Regions from separate parts of the Mus musculus genome. Here region 2 is linked to region 1. The links are chromatin contacts, called in public HiChIP or PLAC-seq maps. All regions are on one chromosome and are shown on one strand. Each heading gives the region's core, a stretch centred on a gene start, on an enhancer-like site or on the middle of the called end of the contact. The rest is flanking DNA. Distances are from core to core; before and after follow the strand shown.

Region 1 (5,135 bases), core at 1,206-3,705:
ACAGACACACACACAGACACACACACACACAGACACATAGACACACACACACAGGCACATAGACACAGACACAGACATACACAGACACACAGAGACACACACAAGCACACAGACAGAGACACACACACACATAGACACACACACAGACACACACACACACACACACACACAGGCACACAGACACAGACACACACAGACACACACACAGAGACACACACACACACACAGACACACACACACAGGCACACAGACACACACACACACAGACAGACACACATATGCGCTTTTATAGTCTCAGTACTGGGGAAATGGGGATCACGTGCATGCAAATCCCTACTGCGGCCAGAAGAGGGTGTTAGGTCCTCTGGAACTGGAGTTACAGGTGGTGGTTAGCTACCAAGTGAGTGCCAGGAACTGAACCTGGGTCCTCTCCAAGAGCAGTAAGTGCTCTTAACTTCAGCGTCATCTCTCCAGGACTTTAAATTCTCTCTTTAAAGTTTTTTATACCATGGAGAATTTCATGAATTTTTGTATTTTGAGTGTTTGTTGTCATTTGGCTAGGTTTGGTTTTAGTTTTTGGAGGGGGTTGTTCCGTTTTTAATTAACTCATTTCATGTGGATGGGTGTTTTGTCTGCATGCAGGTCTGTGTACCATGTGCATGCCTGGAGCTGCAGAAGCTATAAAAGGACATCAGATCCCCTGAAACTGGAGTTAGCTGCCATGTGAGTACAGGGAACTGAACCTGTGTCTTCTGGAAAAAGCAGGCAGCAGTCTTAGCCACTAAGCCCCCTCTCCAGCCCCTTGTTTTGTTTTGTTTTGTTTGAGACAAGGTTTCACTGTTTAACCCTGGCTAGCCTAGAAGTCACTATGCAATCCTAGTGGCCTTAAACTTGTGCTGAGACCCTCAACTGTTTTTGCCTTGCAAATGCTGGAATTACAAATGTGGTCCCAAAAACCAGAGAATTTTGAACAGATTATTTGGGGCAGAAGTCAAGTAAGCTAGAAACAATCTCAAGGTATTGCTAGGTTTGACCACTACTTGCTGGAAAGAACTCCTTTCAACAGAGCCGAGAAATATAACAAATACTTTTTCTGAAAAAGATACCTCACATTTATAATTTTGGATGTTATAAAATTTAAAAAGCAACACAGTATGTTGTGATAGTATGGAAAGCACAAATAGGAACCCAAAGAACAAATTAAAAACAACTATCCTGATATTGTGCAAGTAGAGATTTGTAACACAAGAACCTTCCTCATCCATTGACCTCTGACCCAGTCAGGACCTCTTCCATCAGAGCCAAAGCAGGAACTGTCCCCAAAGTCTCAGTGGCTGCTCTGGGGTAAAGGCCTAGCCTTTGGTAGAAGAAGCTAAGTCTGCTTAAGAAGCCCCACTGGGCTTCTGCTGTCTTTCTTAGTGACCTGTCCTCAGGGGCTCCAAATTCTATTCTTATCAATAACATAAACATACCAGGCAAGGCCTGGAAGAAGGGTTTGCAGCTGACCAGCTCACTTCTAACTCATACCAGCCTCTTCCTTAAATGAAGAGGGAGATACTGATGTCCACTAATGTTGGTTATGACAACTGTAATGGTTTTACAGCTTTTGGGGGGGTGGGAAGGTTAGAGACAGGGTTTCTCTGTGTGGCCCTGGATATCCTGGAAGTAGATCTATAGAGCAAGCTGGACTCGAACTCAGAGATCTGTCTGCTTCTGCCTCCCCATTGCTAAGATTAACGGTGTGTGCTACCACTGACTAGCTGACAATTGGAATTTATTTAATGCACATGATGTCAGACAGAGTCAAGATGCTTTCTATTACCTATCTTAGCCTGTGTTGTGTTGCAATGACAGGAAAACATGCACTAGCTGCCAGGGCATATACTAGAGGGAGACTGTGTCTCCAAACCCTAACAGATGAACTCAGGGGAATAAACACGAACCATAACATTAAGCCATTTAAGTCATTTAAAGAGGTACCTGCCCAGATGAGAAAACATTCACACAAACGTTGAGTATAGTGAGGCTGGAATTTGAGTAGAGTACCTCATTTAGTGTATGTTAAATTACCTTTTAACTGATTTAACCAAACACCTTCACACAGCCCAATTAAGATAATGTGATAGATTCCGTTGAAGGATATCTGTAGAGAAAGTCTAAGTTTAAAAATCCAAAATATAACCATATAGGCATATTATTTAAAAAATACAAAAATAAGAAATATGAAGATAAGCATGAGAAATAAATGAGTTAAAAGCTGTTGCCTTTGTAATAGGACTTCTGGAGAAAGCAGCAAGGCATAGGCTCTCTAGAAACCTGATCCTTTTTTACTACAAGTACATACAATCACTAATCCTATAAAGTAACTTATCAGGGGGAGAGAGGGCTCTGTGGCTAAGAGCAGTTACTGCTCTCTCAGAGGACTGGATGTATAATCCAGCACCCCGCACTGAGTGATTCACAAATGTCTCCAGCTCCAAGGAATCCAACCCCACCCTCTGGGGTGCGATGAGCTCATGCTCACATGCACACACACAAAATCAACATTTTGTAAAGAAACCTGTCATCAATGGTAGTGAACCAATCAAGGCCTATGACTAAGTCTCTAAAATCACATGAACACAGCAGTACAACTACCTAACAAATAACACAAAGAGAGCACTACTCTTCAGGGTCATAAAAATATAGCTCATGATTGGAAACTGTGATCAAAATGCCTAGGAACAGATTGAATTTGTAGATCAACTATACAAGACACAGGCAGATTCCTTGAGACAAATCAAAGCATAGCTTCCCCTGGCTGGGGCAGACGTGTGCCCCTAGCTGGTCTGCCTGGGCCACAATCACATTAATCTTTAATTAATAGATTGCTTTGTGGAATTTCAGAACGCCATAAAGTTTATCTTGCTATCCCTACATGTGTGGCTTTAAAAGTTGAAAATGAATATTCTACCTTGCCAGCCATGGAACAATAAAGACTAACTGAGGTTACTTGAGCTACACTGTTCTCCCATTCAAGAGAAAGGTGAAGGCTGGTGATTACTTTAAAGGGTTTACTTGAGTACAAGTAATTTAAGTAGGTCAGGACAAATTCCAAGGTAAACTTCCTGTTATTCTCAAACCACTGTCCCTTCTGCATCCCAGCAGAGCTACGTAACATTTATTAAGTGTTCATTATGTACCGAGCCCTACTTCAGAGCTTTATATGCGTTTGTATCTGTATTTATAGTTATTATATGTGTTTAATCCTTACAACTCTCTTCTGGGGACCTGGAGCCCCGTGCATGCTAGGCAAGTACTCTACCACTGAGCTACACCACAGCCCCAACCAAGGCTTTGCTTGAGTCAGGGTCTCACTCTCAGTCTGCTTCATTGTCACTGAAATGACCAAGCTGGCCTCAAACTTGTGATTCTCCTGTCTCTGTGTAAGTGCTAGGATTATAGACCTGTGTCCTCCACCCCAGCTCTCACAACAATCCATGTCAAAGTATTCTAACCTCCATGGAGATGATGAAACTGAGGCAAAGCATGTGTTAAGTAACTTGCCCAAGACCACAAAAACTAGAAGCAAGGGATTTACTAGTCTGGAATCATATGCTACCCATCAGAGGCAGCCACCTTCTATAAAAGGTCACAATAAACCTCTGGAGACACTCTTAGGTCTCTTCCTAAAATAGACATGCACAAACAAGTCTTAATTAAGAAAATGCCAACCCAAACAGCAAGTTTCTATCTAACAGATTTCTATCTTAGTGAATCAAATGTCTAGGGATTGCTGGCCTCTCAAATAGCCAACGCTTCTGTCCTAAATATCAGCTATCCAACTATGCTCTGGTAACAACCTTCCTTCTCACAGTAAGCTATCAGGAAGTACCACTGAGTTGCAGGAAACTAAGCCATTTAAAGGGCCAAGATAAAACAAACTACCTGGGCAGGCTGGAGTCAAGCCACACACACACACACACACACACACACACACACACACACACACACACACACATTCTTCTTAACAGTAGATATAAAATCAGAAACATCTTTTACTTACTATAAAAGTTGTTTCTTAAGACATTAAGCTAGGGCTAGAAAGATGGCTCACCATTTAAGAGCACCGCTACCTGGCAGAGGACCCAGGTTGGATGCCCAGCACCCACAGGACAGCTAACAACTGTCTGTTAACTCCAGTTCTGTGGAAAACCCAGCCACCTCATCTGGCTTCCTCAGCACCAGGCATACATGTAGTGCACACACATATATACAGACAAAACATTCACACACATAAAAGTAGTTTTTAAAAAGACAAATGAAGCTGATGAATAAATGAAGGAAATAGTTTGAAAGCAAGCCTACAAAGTTGTGATGGCCAATCTTAATTGTCAACTTGACACCGCTGGGAAGAGGAAACTGCATGTGAAGAACTGCATCCACCATTAGACAGGCTGAAGCCTGGAGTGGGAGAATCCAATCCACTTGGGAAGTGCTACCACTTACCCAGGCAAGTGGTCCTGGGGTGTGAAAGAAAGCGGGTTACAAAAAGAAGAAAGGGAGGGAGGGAAGGAGGGAAGGAACGAGGAGGAGAGAGAGACAGAGAGAGAGAGAGAGAGAGAGAGAGAGAGAGAGAGAGAGAGAGAGAGAGAGAGAGAGAGAGAGAGAAATCAGGCAAGCAACCCAGGTCTCTACTTCAGTTCCTGCCTTAATGCCTTTGATGATGGATTGTAAACCAAATAAACCCTTTATTCACCAAGTTACTTTGGTCATGGTGTTTATAATGACAACAGAAAGCAAATTAGAAGACAAATCAGTACCAGGAACATTGGGTACTGTTGCAATGGTCCTGATCTGTGCTGGGTTTTATTTTATTTTGTTGTTTGGGTTGTTTGGGAGGTGGGGTATTGGGACGGAGATTGTGGAAGTATTTATTTAGAACTTTGGTGTGGATGTGCCCATAGCTTTAAAAGCTACTGTTGAAAGAATGTTGCGAGAATGCAGGAATGGAGACCTGGCTTGTGACGTTTCAGAGGAAGCAGACTATCAGGGCCATTTATATATTTGAGGTAAGAATCGTCGGAACGGAAACCTGTGCTTTACTGACACAACAGTGCTGGCCAGCCGAGGCTGAAAAAGATGCTCATCTGTAT
Region 2 (5,135 bases), core at 1,935-4,434, 280 kb after region 1:
AGCACATTTTATGATGCAGAAATGAGATAGTTGTTTATAGCTTGTTTTCTTTAAGTATTGTAATGCAGGGTTCAGGGAGTGCCTCACACCTTTTTTTTCTGAGCACTTGGGGAGGCAGAAGTGGACTGATCTTTGTGAGTGGAGGCTAGCTTGATCTGTATGGACACACTGTCTCAAACAACAGCAACAAAACCCAGCAGACAATAATAAGAACTGTTGTACTAGAATGGAGCGTCATTCTCAGAAGAATAGAGCTGACATTTTGGTTTGACCTCACGATTTACATGCAATGCTGATTCAAGTTTCAAATAAAATCTTCTAAGCCAATTAACTTTTCTCTTGTAAGTATATTTCAGAGATTGTGGATATAAAGAGCAAGAGCCCTTTCTTACTGCATTAGGAAAGAGACTATAATAGTATCTAACATCAAGTAGGAAAACTGCCAAAACTCCCACCTAACTAAAAGGATATGGGGTGCAGTTATGGCTCAGTGAGTAAAGCTCTGGCTGCACTTCTATAAGACTATATTCTATTCCCAGCACCCACGCGGAGGCTCACAACCATCTGTAACAGCAATTTACAGGCATTTCCTTTCAGGGCTGAATTCTTGCAGTGCGGGGCTGTATGACAAGATTTTTTCCCTGGGGAGATGCAGCAGTGCTAGGGATCTGATGCCCTTTATCAACCTCTCCACAGGCACCAAGCATGCAAATTGTGCATATATATGCTCAGGCAAAATACCCATCCACTAAATAAATAAACAAGTAAATGAGTAAATAATCTTTTTTTGTGTGTTTGTTTGTTTTAAAGGAAGATGCCTCAGTGGCCCAGGTTTAGTAGCACTTTCCGTGATAGAAAACTAAAACATTGAAAATGTTTAAAAATGTTGATTTTAGTATTTTGGATCTTAGTAATCTTTTTGGGTATTTTATTTTGAAAAAAATACTTAGCATTTGAGGTAATTTTGTAAAAAGAATCTCAGAACGAAGCCGGAGGTTGGGCTGGGTATAGTTCAGGGATAGAAAGCAGGCGTGGCAAGTGCAAAGCTTAGTCCTTAGTACAAATAAACCTAGGAAGCAGTATTGCCTGCTCTAATGCTCTAATTCTATCTGACTCGACAGAGCTACATTTGAGAATGACAAAATATTTACATATTTTTTTTCATTCCCTCCAGACGGAAGTAGTTGTATTCTGGTAAATTTTAAGACATACTGCTTACTGTTACTGCTTACTGTTCCAGTGAAAATATTGATGTAAAGTCATCACTGTCGTTTTTATTTTATCTTTCACATACTTTTTTTTTAATTGTTGAATTTTTGCAGTGCAGGGGTGTGTGACAAGATTCTTTCTAGGGAAGATGCAACAAGCATGCACGCACGAATGCACACCTCACATGAATGCACACCTTACTCCAGATAGAGAGTCAGAGTAAAGTAGGGATAGCATCAGAGTCAACTTTGTGATCCAGTGAGTTTTATTGGGGTTATAGGAATATGGGCGAAGGGGTTCCTTATAGGAGCAGAAATGACTCAAAGACAGCTTTATCAACAAATCCCACCCCAGCACAGGTGACAGCTCACAACGTTTGGGAACCTGGTGCACACTGTACAGCCTGCAGACTGCTCAACCGGTTGGGGAGTGTCCTTTCCAAGTGACTCTAAACCCCTTCTAGGCAGGTGGGCCGATCTCTGCTTCTTCCAGGTAGTCACTGCAGTTTGGCTTGTCTGAGAATGAGCCTCTCCAGTCTTTAGTGTTTACTCTTGGGAGGGAGGGACTTAGTGAATCTGGTCAGTTTCAGGGACTTCCTGGAGCTATCTTGAGATGTTTACTTTCTGTCTTAAGATGCAGGATGGAATGTTTCCAAAGGAGAAAACTGCTATACAGCAAAGGAATCTAACCTGGGCCTTTATGTATGCGGGTGTACTTGTTAATCGTCTTTGACAACCTGGTGAAACCTATAATTACATGGGAGATGGGTGGCCTTTGCACATGCCAGTGGGAGATTATCTTGTTGCATTAATCGAAGTGGCATCATTTCTTTCTAGGATCCTGGATTGTATAAAACAGAGAAAGCCAGCTGAACATTAGCGTGCATTCATTCATTGCTGTTTTCTTATTATGGATGTAATGCTGCCTTGACTTTCCTGTGCCTTGACTGTAAACTAAAGTTAAGGCTTTCCTTCTTTGGTTGCTTTTGTCAGGGTCTTTACCACAGAAACAGGGGAAGAAACTGAAACAGTCAGCAAGTAAGTACTCTGGCCCTGAACTACTCCCCAGCTGCCCCCTGCCTCCCTTTCCCCTGGTATGTTGCCCAGCGGGGCCTTAAACTTATAGATAGAAGTAACCCTCCCTTCTCAGCCTTCTGTAAACTGGGACTACAGGGATGTCATACTGTTGATATGTTTCTTTAAGAGGAGTTTTTCTGGATTTTCTTATTACTGTGGAAATCTTTAAAAATTTGCTCAAGACAGCGGTTACTTAATCCGTAGGGTTTGTAAGTTTGTTGGCTGCTTTCTCGGGATGGAGTTAAGTATGTGATGGAGTGAAGTGATTTTAGTAGCTTATGATAGGGTCACAGAGTTTATAAAGTGCTAACATAATATCTAAAAATAGTTTTAACAATCCTACAAATAAATTTTCATAGCTAATTTTTCTTTTACTGAAAATGGATTGTTTTTTCTCACATAATATATCCTGATTATGATTTCCCTTCCTTCCCCTCCCATGTAGATCCACTCCTTTTCTGTTTCTCATTAGAAAGCAAGCAAGTTTCTGAGGGATAATAATAAAACTAACAAAAGAAAACATTAAAGGAGAAAACAATAACTGTCATTAGAGTTGGAAAAGACAAACAGAAGGCAAAGCCCAAGAGAAGGCACAAGAACCCGAGACCCACTCATTTGCACTCAGGAATTCATAAAACACCAGCGTGGAAGCCCCATGTAGTGCATACACAGAGGGCTGTGCAGTCCGGGCATGCTGCCTGAGTCTGTGTGAGTTCATGTGAACTTGATCATGTTGATTTAGAAGGCCTTGTTGTCTTGATGGCCACCATCTCCTCTGGTTTTAACACACTCTTTCTACCTCCTCTTCCTTGGGGTTCTCTGAGCCCTGAGGGGAGGGTTCTGATAATGACATCTTATTTAAGGCTGAGTGTTCCAAGGTCATTCATGCTCTATAGACTGTCTGGCTGTGGGTCTCCCACTGTTATTCACATCTGCTGCTGGAGAAGCCTCTCTGATGATGGCTGAGCAAGGCACTGAAATAGCTATTCATAGCTATTTTCATTTGAACCACTGTGTAGTCAAGAATTTGATACATGGTATGTGGTTACCTGTTTTGGGCCCCTTATAACCTAGGTAATGCCCACACCTATTTGTTTTGTGTCTCCTTTTACTTAATGGGCCAAGTCAGTTTTCTTAGAGAATATCCTATATATAGGTAGGACTTTTAATAATTCTTCCTGCTGGAGCCTGTTGAAGGGTAGTAGTTACTAGTGGTAGTGTTTGGTGCTGTGAATGGGTTGTGATTCCCATTATTAATTTGTGGGTCTCACCACTTGTTCATGAATGCTAATGTTTGTTTACCCTCATATTCATTACACAAATAATATTACATGAATGCCGTTATGTCAAAGAGGTTTATGAAACCACTGGACACCATCATATAAGGCCACCACTACACCTTTTCTTTTATATTCTTTTTGTCACCATTTTTATTTTTGTGGTTTTAACAGTCATTTAATAATATTGGTTGCATGGGGGAAAACAAAGAAACATCTCTTTCTCCCAGGCAGAGAGCATGGACAAACACAGGATTCCTTCAAGACCAGTTTGGTGACCCAGTGAGTTAGATCAGGTTGTTACAGGAATGTGGGTGACTCACTCGGGCAGCTACACCTCTGAGGAGTGCCACCCCAGTCAGCTGAGAGTAGTAATTGGAAGCTCCAGGGAAAATGGGACCTGGTCATGTACAACCCAGAGAAACAGCCACACTACACTGATACATCTTTCTCTAAGTCAGTTTGTTACTTTGTGTTCCTGTGGTACTGGTCATCCAGTCTGTTTATCTGTGGCTTTTTGTTACTTTGCAAGGTGCTTTCATTTCACTGAGGCATCATCGCTTTGGCAGTTCCGTTATCTTCAGCCAGTTCCTAGATGTCCGCTATAGAAACATACACGTGCTTGTGTGCACGTATATGAATGCATATTTATGTAGTATTTTGAACATTAACTTGTTCCATGTGCTTAAATATATTTAACGACAGTAGATAATTCTGTCTCTGCAGTGTGATGGCTTGTTTTGTAATTTGAGACAGAATCTCACTAAGTAGACCAAGCTGGCTTCAAGGTCACAGATCTGCCTGTCTCTGCCTCACCAGTGTTGGGATTAAACACATGAGCCACTACACCCAGCTGCAGTGTATGTGGAGTACATTTCTACTCCATTTCCTTTAACTTTTGGCTAATTTTAAACTCTCCTCGAGTTTCTGTAGTAGTCTATTTATATTTGCTTATTATTACTTTTTAATCTTCTCATGTGTCCTGTATACTGTCAGGTTTTTGAGAATAGCTATCTGATTATATATTTATATTGTTAGGAAACCTCTGATGGCTTCCATCATATGGTTAAAAATGACAGCTTTTTAGCATACTATGCAAAAATAATGCTCACTTAACTTTTTTCATTTCATTCTTGTGCTCTTTGTTTGTTTTGAGACAAGGTTTCTCTTTTATGTAGCTCTGGCTGACCTGTGTTCACTCTGTAGACCAGGCTGGCCTCAAAGTCCCAGAGAACTACTGTCTCCCTAGTGCCGGGATTACAAGTGTTTACCACCATACCCAGCTTCTAGCCATGTTCTTGTTCTGTCTGACTGTCTGTGTGTCTGTCTGTCTCAGTTTCTGTCTCTCTGGCCCACTTCTGTGTGTGGTGTATGCATGAGAATATGTGGGTTTGTGTGCTAAAGAGTGTGCATACAGAGTCCAGGGGAAAACGCCCAGTGTCTGCTGCTGCTCTCTGTCTTACTACCTTGAGAAAGAGTCTCTGAACTAGAAGCTCAAAATTTTGGCTAGGCTAGATGGGCAGTGAGCTTCCAGTGTCTGTCTGTCTGTCTCTACACCCAGGGTTGGCATTCA

The links. HiChIP or PLAC-seq counts read pairs in DNA pulled down with a chosen protein or histone mark.
Region 2: a FOXA1 HiChIP or PLAC-seq map of pancreatic cancer cells shows a contact between it and region 1. The contact joins two enhancer-like sites. A contact is called at or near these places in 1 of 15 datasets of contacts at CTCF or cohesin (the NIH/3T3 cell line), 1 of 484 Hi-C or Micro-C datasets (Th1 cells) and 1 of 115 datasets of contacts at active chromatin or transcription factors (pancreatic cancer cells).

The regions. Positions count from the first base shown.
Region 1 is chr10:40,092,441-40,097,575 of GRCm38.p6, forward strand. The region is part of intron 1 of Slc16a10 (solute carrier family 16 (monocarboxylic acid transporters), member 10); the gene reads right to left. Among named protein-coding and RNA genes, the nearest start is that of Gm25613, 14 kb to the right of the region's middle. Within about 2 kb of position 2,456, at least 70 of the 459 cell types and tissues checked have an H3K27ac peak or open chromatin away from gene starts, as enhancers often do. A contact at or near this core is called in pancreatic cancer cells, where this site is marked.
Region 2 is chr10:40,375,972-40,381,106 of GRCm38.p6, forward strand. The region is part of intron 1 of Cdk19 (cyclin-dependent kinase 19); the gene reads left to right. Among named protein-coding and RNA genes, the nearest start is that of Cdk19, 29 kb to the left of the region's middle. Within about 2 kb of position 3,185, at least 37 of the 459 cell types and tissues checked have an H3K27ac peak or open chromatin away from gene starts, as enhancers often do. A contact at or near this core is called in pancreatic cancer cells, where this site is marked.